Linked DNA regions of Bombyx mori: region 1 is linked to region 2. Evidence: chromatin contacts called from public Hi-C data. All regions are on one chromosome and are shown on one strand. Each heading gives the region's core, a stretch centred on a gene start, on an enhancer-like site or on the middle of the called end of the contact. The rest is flanking DNA. Distances are from core to core; before and after follow the strand shown. Region 1 overlaps LOC101743969 (methylcytosine dioxygenase TET). Region 2 overlaps LOC101741761 (four and a half LIM domains protein 2).

The links. A called contact is a pair of places that touch in the nucleus more often than the background predicts.
Region 1: a Hi-C map of posterior silk gland shows a contact between it and region 2, with 2.0 times the contacts expected there. The contact joins two enhancer-like sites. A contact is called at or near these places in 2 of 7 Hi-C or Micro-C datasets (middle silk gland and posterior silk gland).

Annotation. Positions count from the first base shown.
Region 1 is chr22:3,077,608-3,083,173 of ASM3026992v2, reverse strand. The region is part of intron 3 of LOC101743969 (methylcytosine dioxygenase TET); the gene reads left to right. Among protein-coding and RNA genes, the nearest start is that of LOC101743969, 69 kb to the left of the region's middle. Within about 2 kb of position 4,058, at least 8 of the 8 cell types and tissues checked have open chromatin away from gene starts, as enhancers often do.
Region 2 is chr22:2,754,495-2,759,600 of ASM3026992v2, reverse strand. It overlaps LOC101741761 (four and a half LIM domains protein 2), which reads right to left. Exons shown (of 10, transcript XM_062674867.1): 3 at 3,416-3,563; 4 at 3,062-3,278; 5 at 2,877-2,980; 6 at 2,606-2,749. Among protein-coding and RNA genes, the nearest start is that of LOC134200941, 11 kb to the left of the region's middle. Within about 2 kb of position 2,785, at least 8 of the 8 cell types and tissues checked have open chromatin away from gene starts, as enhancers often do.

The sequences.
Region 1 (5,566 bases), core at 2,809-5,308, 320 kb before region 2:
ATAAAGAAAATAAAACTGGAGGTTTCGCAACAACCCACGGTCATTCGGTAACGTGCGAACTTATTGTGGTACACCTCATTCACGGTTGTTTGCATAAGAGTTAGTGTATTGCGCAAACGAACACTCTGAGATCGTGGTCAATGAATGATAAAAAAATGTGTAATTTTTTGCACGTTATTATAAAGTTAAGTCGTACACTGTGTGCATTACTAATTTGTACTTTATTACAAAGTTAAGTCGTACATTGTGTGCATTACTAATAAAAATCTTACGTTACGGACGTTTTTTCCCGGTTAGGGTACCCTGCGAGTCCACCATCTCGCAGAAGGAGGCGGCGGAACGGGAGAGGGAGAGCTCTTCTTCCCTCTCGGCGCCGTGCCGCCGCCGTCGAGCCGGGGTTCGGAGGAGGGCGTTTGTCCAGCTCCAGCCCCTATGAGGAGGCAGTCTCCTCCCGGTGATGGTCACGGGGCGACCTAAGGGGGTTGAGGCTGCGCCGCACGCTACCGTCACTCTAGCGCGCTGGCACCAGGAGGACGGGACGGCGCGTCGGCGGCTGCGGACTGCGATGCGGTCCGCATTTTCGTCGTCGCTGTCGTCGCCGAACATACTGTTGAAGAGCAACCCGGTCGGCGGTGTATCGCGTTCCGACCCGGCAGGCTGGTTCTGGCCCAGCGGGGTATCCTGGAACACCAGCGGCACCGCCCGGGCGGCCTGGTAGGGCCGCCGTACCGCGGAGACCGACGTCGTTGGTCGTCGACTATCGCCTCGACGACCCGTCGGTCGGGCGTCCTCGGGGTGGCGCCGCGTGTCTGGTTGTAGTGTTGACCGCGGGAACCCCCCTACTCTGAACGGGTTCTGACCCCGGACGGAGATCGGACGTCGGGTGTAAGAGTGCAGGGGAGTCGTTTAGTGGGTGGGCCCTAAAATCCTTGGGCCCGCGATCTGCTCTCAACACCTGCAGATCGTTGAGTCTCACATACCCCGCGCGCCCCCTAGGCGCGGGGACCTCGTAGGAGGTTCGGCCCCCGGCCCGAAAAAAAAAAAAGAAAAAAAAAAAAAAAAAAAAAAAACCCCTCCGCCTCGTCCCAAAAGGAACTTCGTTCCAAAAATTAAAAAAAAAACGCTCCTGATACCACCCACCTACAATTAACTATACTTGAGACCTTAGAACTTATATCTTTAAGGTGGGTGGCGCATTTACGCTGTAGATGTCTATGGGCTTCATTAACCACTTAACACCAGGTTGTCTGTGAGCTCGTCTACCCATCTAACCAATAAAAAAAATACTATTGAATACCGAGGAAGCTATACATATTATATGTAAATAAAACCACTTTTACGATTTAATTTTGCGTTTATTATTCACAATTTACTATTTGCGAAGTTAATTCGTCGTCATGTGAAAATAATGGTAACTGCCGTGGCTACTGTGAGAGTAAGAACGCACTCGCTACTGATGACCCGCTTCAAAAGCGTAAGCTTTCAAAAAACAAAAGCTCCATTAAAATCTAGCACGTAATTTTATGTGACAGCAAATAGAAAACACGGTAAATGTCATCAATATATTATTATAGTAGCATCCGCTAGATAAATCTATATATTAATACGTGAAGCAAAAACTTTGTATCCCTTTTTACGAAAATTGCGCGGACGGAGGAGTATGAAATTTCCCACACTTATAGAGAATATAGAGAAGGAGTGCACAATGCTAATTTTTTTTTTTAAATAATGCATAAAAGATACATTAAATCAATAAAGAAAACATTACACACACTACATACCATGTATTTGACGCACACACGCATGCATACTATTTATTGTCAAACTTTTGTTCTTGAAGTCTGTTGTCAAATTGAGAATAGATTAAATATTGTATGTTTCACTTGAAACTGGCATAAAGTTAAAACTATTGGGATAAAGGAAAAAAAAAAAAAAATTGTATGTCTTTGTTAATATTTTTTATAATGTAGTCTTGGCGAAATTTGTGATTATAGAAATATAAAATACAATCATAATATTGTACAAACTTACAATTCCAATTAATTATAGTCGAATTTCGACTACTGCGGGACCTCTAGTAATATATGAATTCTTGTGGAAAGGAAAACGTCCAAAAATTCTCCCGCAATCGTTGTTTGGGCTTACTCGAAAAACTGTTTTACATGGGTCGGGAATAGCGCACTCGTAAACGATAAAGGTCGTAGCCTGGACCCTTAGAGGGCGAGGACCCACGAGGATAAACCATGTGACAGTTTAACCGAGGTCAGTTCTGGACCTTGGCCGTGTGTGGAAAGCGTATATATACTGTTTGTATACAGTAAACAATGAACTTTCATTTGTCTGTTGTCTCTATGGCTGATAAGTCGTTGCGTCTATTAATCTAAAACGTATACATAAGGACAATGGCTGTCACATAATCTGAAAGCATTTTGAGCAAATAAAAATTATAATTTGCGTAATTACTAGTGGTAGGACCTCTTGTGAGTCCGCGCGGGTAGGTACCACCACCTATACTTGAGACCTTAGAACTTACATCTCAAGGTGGGTGGCGAATTTACGTTATAGATGTCTATGTCACTTAACACCATGTGGGCTGTGAGCTCGTCCAGCCATGTAAGCAATAAAAAAAAAAAAATTGCGATAAAGAAATCATAAGCCGCGAATATTTATAATCCGCCAATAGTGAAAACTAGAATGAAAGAACCGCGAATAAGTCGTTTTTTTTACTGTATATATAATACTAAATTCACTACGATTTAATGAGTAAAATTTTACGTAAAACCTCCGATATCATTAAAGCGATGACGCACATTTCGGGATTGGACACAACGCATCATGTGCGTGCGTGATTCAGCCGCCAATCAAACGAGGAACGCGCGAATTCCGTATTTAAATTTCAAACATTTTGACAGTTCTTTGTGCGTTCCGTTTTACGGTTCTTTTCTTGTGAAGTCTCGAAAACGTGACATCTACTTCGGTGGTCTGAAATATGTTTTTGTTACACTGAATTATATTTGTCGCACGCTCCTCACTAAGCAAAGTTTATTGGTGTGATGATATTATAAAGACATTCATGAGTCTTTGTATTCCGAATTTAAATACGTCGTCAATATTTCAATAAACGAAAGAAGGTTGCGTGCGCGGTTTAAAGAAATTCAAATTTGATCTGAAATCATCGTGACCTGAAGGATAAGACGCCCGGTACATTCGTATCTGTGACTGTACCTATGGTCAAATCCCTCCGGCAGGTACTAATTTTTCTAATGTAATAAGTACTTAACAAAATATGTTCACGATTGACTTCCACGGTGAAGGAACAACGTCGTGTAATAAAAACCAAATTATAATTTGCGTAATTACTGGTGGTGGGACGTCTTGTGAGTCCGCACGGGTAGGTAGGTACCACCACGCTGCCTATTTCTGCCATGAAGCGGTAACGCACTTCGGTTTGAAGGTTGCGGCAGCCGTTGTACTGTTAAACTGAGACTTAGAACTCGTGTCTCCTCAAGGAGATGGCGGAATTTACCTTGTAGATAGATATCTAGGGGCTCAGTTAAACTTAACACTAGGTGGGCCTTGAACTCGTCTACCCATGAAAATAATAGTAAAAAAATTGATTACTCTTATAACCATCTATGCTACCAAATATATGAACAAGTGATAATTCACTTGTTCATATATACACAATAATTTATCTAGAATTTAATTATGTACCATGAACAAAAGTTTAATTTTGATTAAACTCATCTAATTTGCACAAACATTACGTTTCATAGCGACAGGAATATTACGTCATATAAAACCAATAGACAAGAGTTTTAGAAACAGAACTAAATCGAAAATCCTTCATTAGCTTCGGCTACTCGACACTGTGGCGCCACTATCGCCACGAATCGTGCAACCAGTGTGCGTCCCGCGTCACAGCGCTGTGATTGCACTAAATTGAGCTTCCGTCGGCGACAGGATAAAAAAATCCGACCGCGTCCTCGCCGACATTAAACAATGGCCAATCGCGGAGCCGACACTGTGAGCCGGGCCGATTTGATTGGACACAAATTGAATTGTCGGACGAAATTCGTATTAGCGGCCGGCGACGCACCCGATGACGCTCCACGTCGCGTTTAACGAGACCAAATTATTCCATTCGTATTGTGGATCGAGTCTTTCTAAACAATAATCTATACTAATACTAGCTGACCTGGCAACCGTTGTTTTGCCATATATAAGATTTCTGGGGAATTTCTAGTGTAGAAAAAAAAACTAACTTATTGTAAGTGTGTAAGGATGTGGTAAATGAGCGAAAGAGGCATGTAGCGCTGTGAACGATTTTAATTAATTACCAGTGCAAGGACCAGTCGTATGTCGTATCACTCTTGTCAGAGCGGTCGTGGTCGTCATCCAGCATCATTGTTGTGGGCAGATGCTATGCGCCTCACGAGCAATCTCCACTCCTCCCGGTTTGTGATGAGCCTGGTACACTCATGCAAACAGCCGCCAACAGCAAAAGGAACAGTACAGATAATTTATTTATTACCTCCTCATTAGTAATGATTTTGCTTTAATTTCGCATTTTATTAACAACAGTTTCAGGTTGTGCACATTCTTGATCTTTAAAGACTCTTTTCTGTGTTAGGAATATACTAGAATCTGTCTTTTCTGAACGCTCTCTAAGTCTGCAGTAAAAACCAACTGAAAGATTAAACAGAGCTGAGAACGACAAATCGCTAACAATTTCCAAAAAAAAATCAATATTCAAAACATCTTGAAGATCAACTCCATAGGCCCCCACATATTATTTACTACATATTTGCCCTCAAGTGATGCGAACATCCAATATTCAAATAATATGATTGGTTCCGGCCTATTGCACCCTATCAGACGGTCTCCCCTTGCGACCCCCACGTGCCGAACTGAACACCTGTAACCTTGAGAAAAATCGATCGCTATAAAACTGTAATTCTCAGTTACGTCTAGGAAAAACATGACCGATTCACGAGGAAACCGCTTCAAACGTTAATTTTAATATCCAATTATTGTGCTTATATAAACTACTAGCGGCCCGCTCCGGCTCCGCTCGGGTCCTTAACAAACATTTCAACGATATTTGACGTTTTATTTTTTAAAATAAAAGAACACTTATTGCGGCGTAACTATAATAGTTAGATATATGCTGTCGGGACACTTTTTGTAAACAATAATGCGTTCTACAAAGTTGTAGCACATTATTTTATTCTGTCATCAATAGTTTTCGCAGGGCACGCGATGTAAAGAATATTTTAGGTTTTTTTTTTACACCTTGAGTTACATTATTGAAGTTTTAGTTAAGATCCCATTTTTTTTTTTTTTTTCAAAAAAGCTTTATAGCCTATGTCACTCGGGAGCAGTGTAGCTTCCAAACAGTGAAAGAATTTTTCAAATCGATTCAATAGTTTCGGAGCCTATTCAATATAAACAAACAAACAAATCTTTCCGCTTTTTAATATTAGTATAGAATATAGATAAGTTCGTCACTGTAGTTTTGAATAATTTAGTAGAAAAGTTGAAGCAGCTATAGCTTCGACTTCTA
Region 2 (5,106 bases), core at 1,536-4,035:
TAAAAAGAACATGAAAATAAAAATATCAAAAAAACTTTCCTTCATGCTTTTACCAGGCTTAGGACTGGCTACATTATTTTCAGTTATTAGTATTTTGTGTCTTAATTTAAAATTACAAAATATACCAAAAGAGTGTAGATTTCAAAAGTTTAATACAAACACAAGAAATAAACTCAATTATTTGGATTCAACTAAAAATAGAAAAATGTGTACTTTAAAAATCAAACACAAAAAACTTTTAAGTATTTATAAACACTTGTCCAAAAATTCTAGTTCAAGGTCAAAGCGCGTGAAATTAAATTCAACGATGCAAATAGGTTATACTGCATTCAAGTTAGGGTCGAAAGTTGAAACTTCTTTCCTTAATTGTATCCTGCTGATACGCTAAGAATAATCTACAGACATATGGACTTAAATATAAGGTTTACAATTGTATGGATAATGCCTGTTTCTGTTTCATTCATCACACGATATCCCTATCGTGCGCTCACTCACTCTGGCCGGTTCGATACGAACCAAACGAATATTGCTGATATTAACGAATCGGTACGATATGCCGATGCGCATCACATCGAGCAATATCGTGTATCGGCTGATATCGATATATAGATTTCGTGCGGGGCGATATCGGATTCAACGATATTGCTGCGATATATAGATATTGAATCTATATACGATTTATATCACCCACTCCTACTAACAAGAGATCCTACCATCAGTAAAAAAGAATACTCTATATTACGTTAAAAATGTTAATATAATTAACCCACACACCTAATATAATAATTAGTCGCTCAATCTAGAAGCTTATGGTTTTTAATTGGAATCGTTCCAAAACTAGTGAAATATCTCGCAGCGACACGGTTATTAACTACCTTCACTGTTCACTCTCCTATTTGCGTGGTCGAAATAATCTATTTTATTGCAGGTCTTCAAGCTTAAAGACAGAGACAAGACCTATCTCGATAATAATATTAAAAACGTTTTTGTGAGTGGTTGCATTTACGAAAGTTTTGTCTATAATAAATATATGTATGAACCGCCTGGTCTAAAGTGATTGACGAAGCATATAGACATCGCAACATCAATTCCGGGATCTAAATCTAAATTGTATTGTATAGCAGGTGATTTTTTTCCCTACCTAACTACTGTTAGCCAAAAGTAGCTATTCATCTAATTGCTGGGCTCGAGCTTAGAGACTTTGCTAACACTAGCCCTAACAAGAGTAGTCCTTTCCTTAGTCTTTCCTCATCGAACTCGTCGATTACGACGAAGAGTTCGACGAGTGAACTAACCCAAAGACACAGCCCACTGAGTTTCACGCCGGATCTTTTCAGTGGGTCGCGATTCCGATTCGGTGGTAGATTCTGCAGAGTACTGCTCTTGCTAGGGCTAGTGTTAGCAAATTCTCTCAGGTTGAGCCCGTGAGCTCACTGACCCGTCCGGGCGTAGCTGAAATTGCACCTTATGCTACCAACGAATAGGTAGGGAAAAATAGCTGAATCTACTACCGGATCGGAATCGCGACAGTTTAAGAAGATCTGGCGAGAAACTCAGTGGGTTATAACAGGTGTCCTATCCTACAAACGCGTGAATGTCCCGCGATCGAAATAAACAGGATTATCTTAACTAAAACTTACAGTCTACAATTGGCCGTTTTACGCGGTCTCGTTTGTATGCAGTTCCTAAATGAACTGTTTAAATAAACCAGTGTTCGTATAATCACTAAAACTGTATTACTGATTTAGTGTCTGAAACAAAATAGATTTTGTTTCTGATTTACAAGAGAAAAAAAACTTTAAAAAAAATATATGGTAATATTAAAGCTACTTAATAGATACCAAAAAAGGACAAACAGGAGAAAGTAGTTAGTAATTGTAATGCCTTTACATATTTATTCATAGAATGCTAGTATAATAATGGCGGCATGTATAATTATATATGAAATACATAAATAAATATAATAAACATTATCTTTTAATGTTGAAGTCAGTCATAATCTTTTGGCTCTAGTTTCATGTGTGTACTTTCCGAATATAAGTACAAATAAACGTTTAAGCTAACGGGCTATATAAGATTTTAACTATATATGAGTCGACTATTATCAAAGGCGGCAATCTGACTTTTGGACAATGATTGGTAAATCAGAAAAACGAATTATTGACTTTGTATTCCATTGGCAGTCACAAAACTCTTCGGAACGACATCTTAGATAAATAACAGGTTAACTATTAACCTTTATTTAATGCAGCTTTTGAACCGTATTCTTTGAAGGAGACGATTATATTCAAATAAATCTGTATTGACATATCAATAAAAAAAATTTGTCCAAATGTACAGATTGCCACCTTTGATAATAGACGACTCATATGTAGGAATACATTGGTGCAGTTTTATTAAATTATTATACATAGACAACACAAAGTGAACATCATCAACCATCATAAAACATGAGGTCGGAGTCTCGATTCTGTTGGCTCTCCTTGCAAAATATATGACTAATTTGAGGCAGAAATCAGCAGGTGCCTATCTATGTTGGTTCACAATACTACTTTAACTACAATAAGTGCGCGACATGCGACCTCATCTAGCTGTCTCGACTTACCTCATCGCAAGCATGACACCGAGGCTTCAACTTCTCGGAGTAGTGTCGAACGCAGTACAATCGTCCGTCTAAATTGCAATAAGCTAGTTCGACTAGCAATTCATCGCATTCCGAGCAAGAAAAGCACGCCGGGTGGAAAAACGCCTGCAACAAAACCCAGATAATAATCTTTAAATTCGCGCCATCTAGCGGCGACAGTGAAAAACACGATTTGATTTAGGTTTGTAATACATTTTTAATTTTGATTACATGAAAGTTTGAATTTACTTACGTCTTCTCCTATTCTAGGTGCAAGAATAGTAATGCTGCCGCTTCTGATCGACTTATTGCAGCCAATGCATTCCAGCGGAGATCCATGATGTTGACTAGCGATACCTAAAAACGTAATTCAATATTTTAGAATAGTAAGTAGACTACTTGACAATAGATGGAGATGCTTAAATGATATTTTGGTACCGATATCAAGAGCAATTTCATTCCTGGCGGCGACGAAATCTTCATATTGCTTGCGGTGGCCTTCGTCGATGTGCTTGCAATGATCCAATGTAAGATCCTGCTTTGGTAATTGGGAAGCTAAGGCCCTAGTACGCCAAGCACGCCACGCCGCCTGACCAGTGGCGCCACCTGTACTAGTAGGAGTACGCTCAGCGAGCGACTGCCAGTACAGCTCGGTCTAAGATACGAAAAAAAAAATTGATTAGGTATTCCGAATTCATAATCGTCGTCAATGTTGAGAATTTAGGTCTAACCTATTTATGGTTCTACTACTTGTCACAAGATGTCGCTGTACAGTATTTAGTGTTCATTTACCTGCTTAGCGGTGAGTCCGGGCGGACTGTCATAGGAGTGATGGTTGACTCTAGAGTCGCGGAGTCCGAGTCGGTCTCGAACCGAGCCCAGTTCTTCATGGTACACCGAATGCTTCAATCGATCACACCCGCATGACTTGCAGGTCTTTCTGTTAACAACAGAAACACTTTATGTTAATAATGTAATTAATTTAACATTATCTAGGCAGGCAGTGTTTTAGCTGCCGCTAAATACTTCAGTTAATACTTATACAAAACGGATGTAATATTTAAAAACACATTTAAATAAGGAATATCAAATACATTCAACTATGATCCAATTCTGGTGTGGATAAAATTTTGCTTTGCAAAAACCTTCTTATTACATATGAGTCGACTATTATCAAAGCCGGCAATGTGACTTTTGGACAATTATTGGTAAATTAGAAAAACGAATTATTGACTTTGTATTCCATTGGCAGTCACAAAACTCTTCTGAACGACATCTTAGATAAATAACAGGTTAAGTATTAACCTTTATTTAATGCAGGTTTTGAACCGTATTCTTTGAAGGAGACGATTATATTCAAATCAATCTGTATTGACATATCAATAAAAAAATTTTGTCCAAATGCACAGATTGCCACCTTTGATAATAGACGACTCATATGTAGCAGGCGACCATCATACAATAGAAGATATTTGACAGATGCCTGAATCTCGCTTACGACATTTTCAACATAAGCGCGCACATAAGCATATGCATACAAGTTCCGAACAACAACATTCGGACCGTCGGTCTACCGAGCAATATCACCCGCGCGGTGGAAGATTTTCCCTTTGTCATATATCTATCCGCACTTAATATGCATTCAACGATGTAAAAACATTACTTTTAATCAAAAAAATTTAGGAATCGTGTGGAAAGATTGAAGTCTACCGATTAGGCGGTTTAAGAACAATTTCTAAGCCGAAAAAATTAGAATGTGCATATTAAAATAGAACTAACTACCAGGGCGAACACTTCGAGTGAGAAGCGACTAATGAAGTTTTATCGTCGACAAGAATGATAAAATATTGGTGATAGCGTGCATGTCGTTGACTGAGTTTTTTTTGTATTTTCCTGAACGAATCCCGAGTTTGAATGGGAATGAGAGGATCTATATATTAATACGTGAAGCAAAAACTTTGTAACCATTTTTACGAAAATTGCCCGGACGGATGAGTATGAAATTTCCTATACCTATAGAGAATACAGAGTAGAAGTGCAGAATGCTAATATTTTTTTGTAAATTATGAATAAAAAACACATTAAATCAATATTACATACACTACCATGTATTTGACACAACACATACATCAAAATATACTCTTTGTTTACTGTCAATTGGGAAACTTTTGTTATTGTTTAAAGCCTGTGGTCGAATTGAAAATAGATTAATATTGTTTGCCTTTAATATTATTGATCGATAGTGCAGTTTTGGCGAATACTGTGATTGTATTATCGAATTATAATAGTGTTTTACAGTAGAACTATAATAATGTTAACAGAACTATAATAATGTTACTAAAATAATTCATTATAGTCGAATTTCGACTACTGCGGGGCCAGTAGTAATCATTATTTCAAAGACTCGTATGTGTGTTTTGTTTCGGGGTTGGACGCCTCGTTCTAATTTTTTTAAGCTATTCTAGTAACCTCGAGGAGTTATT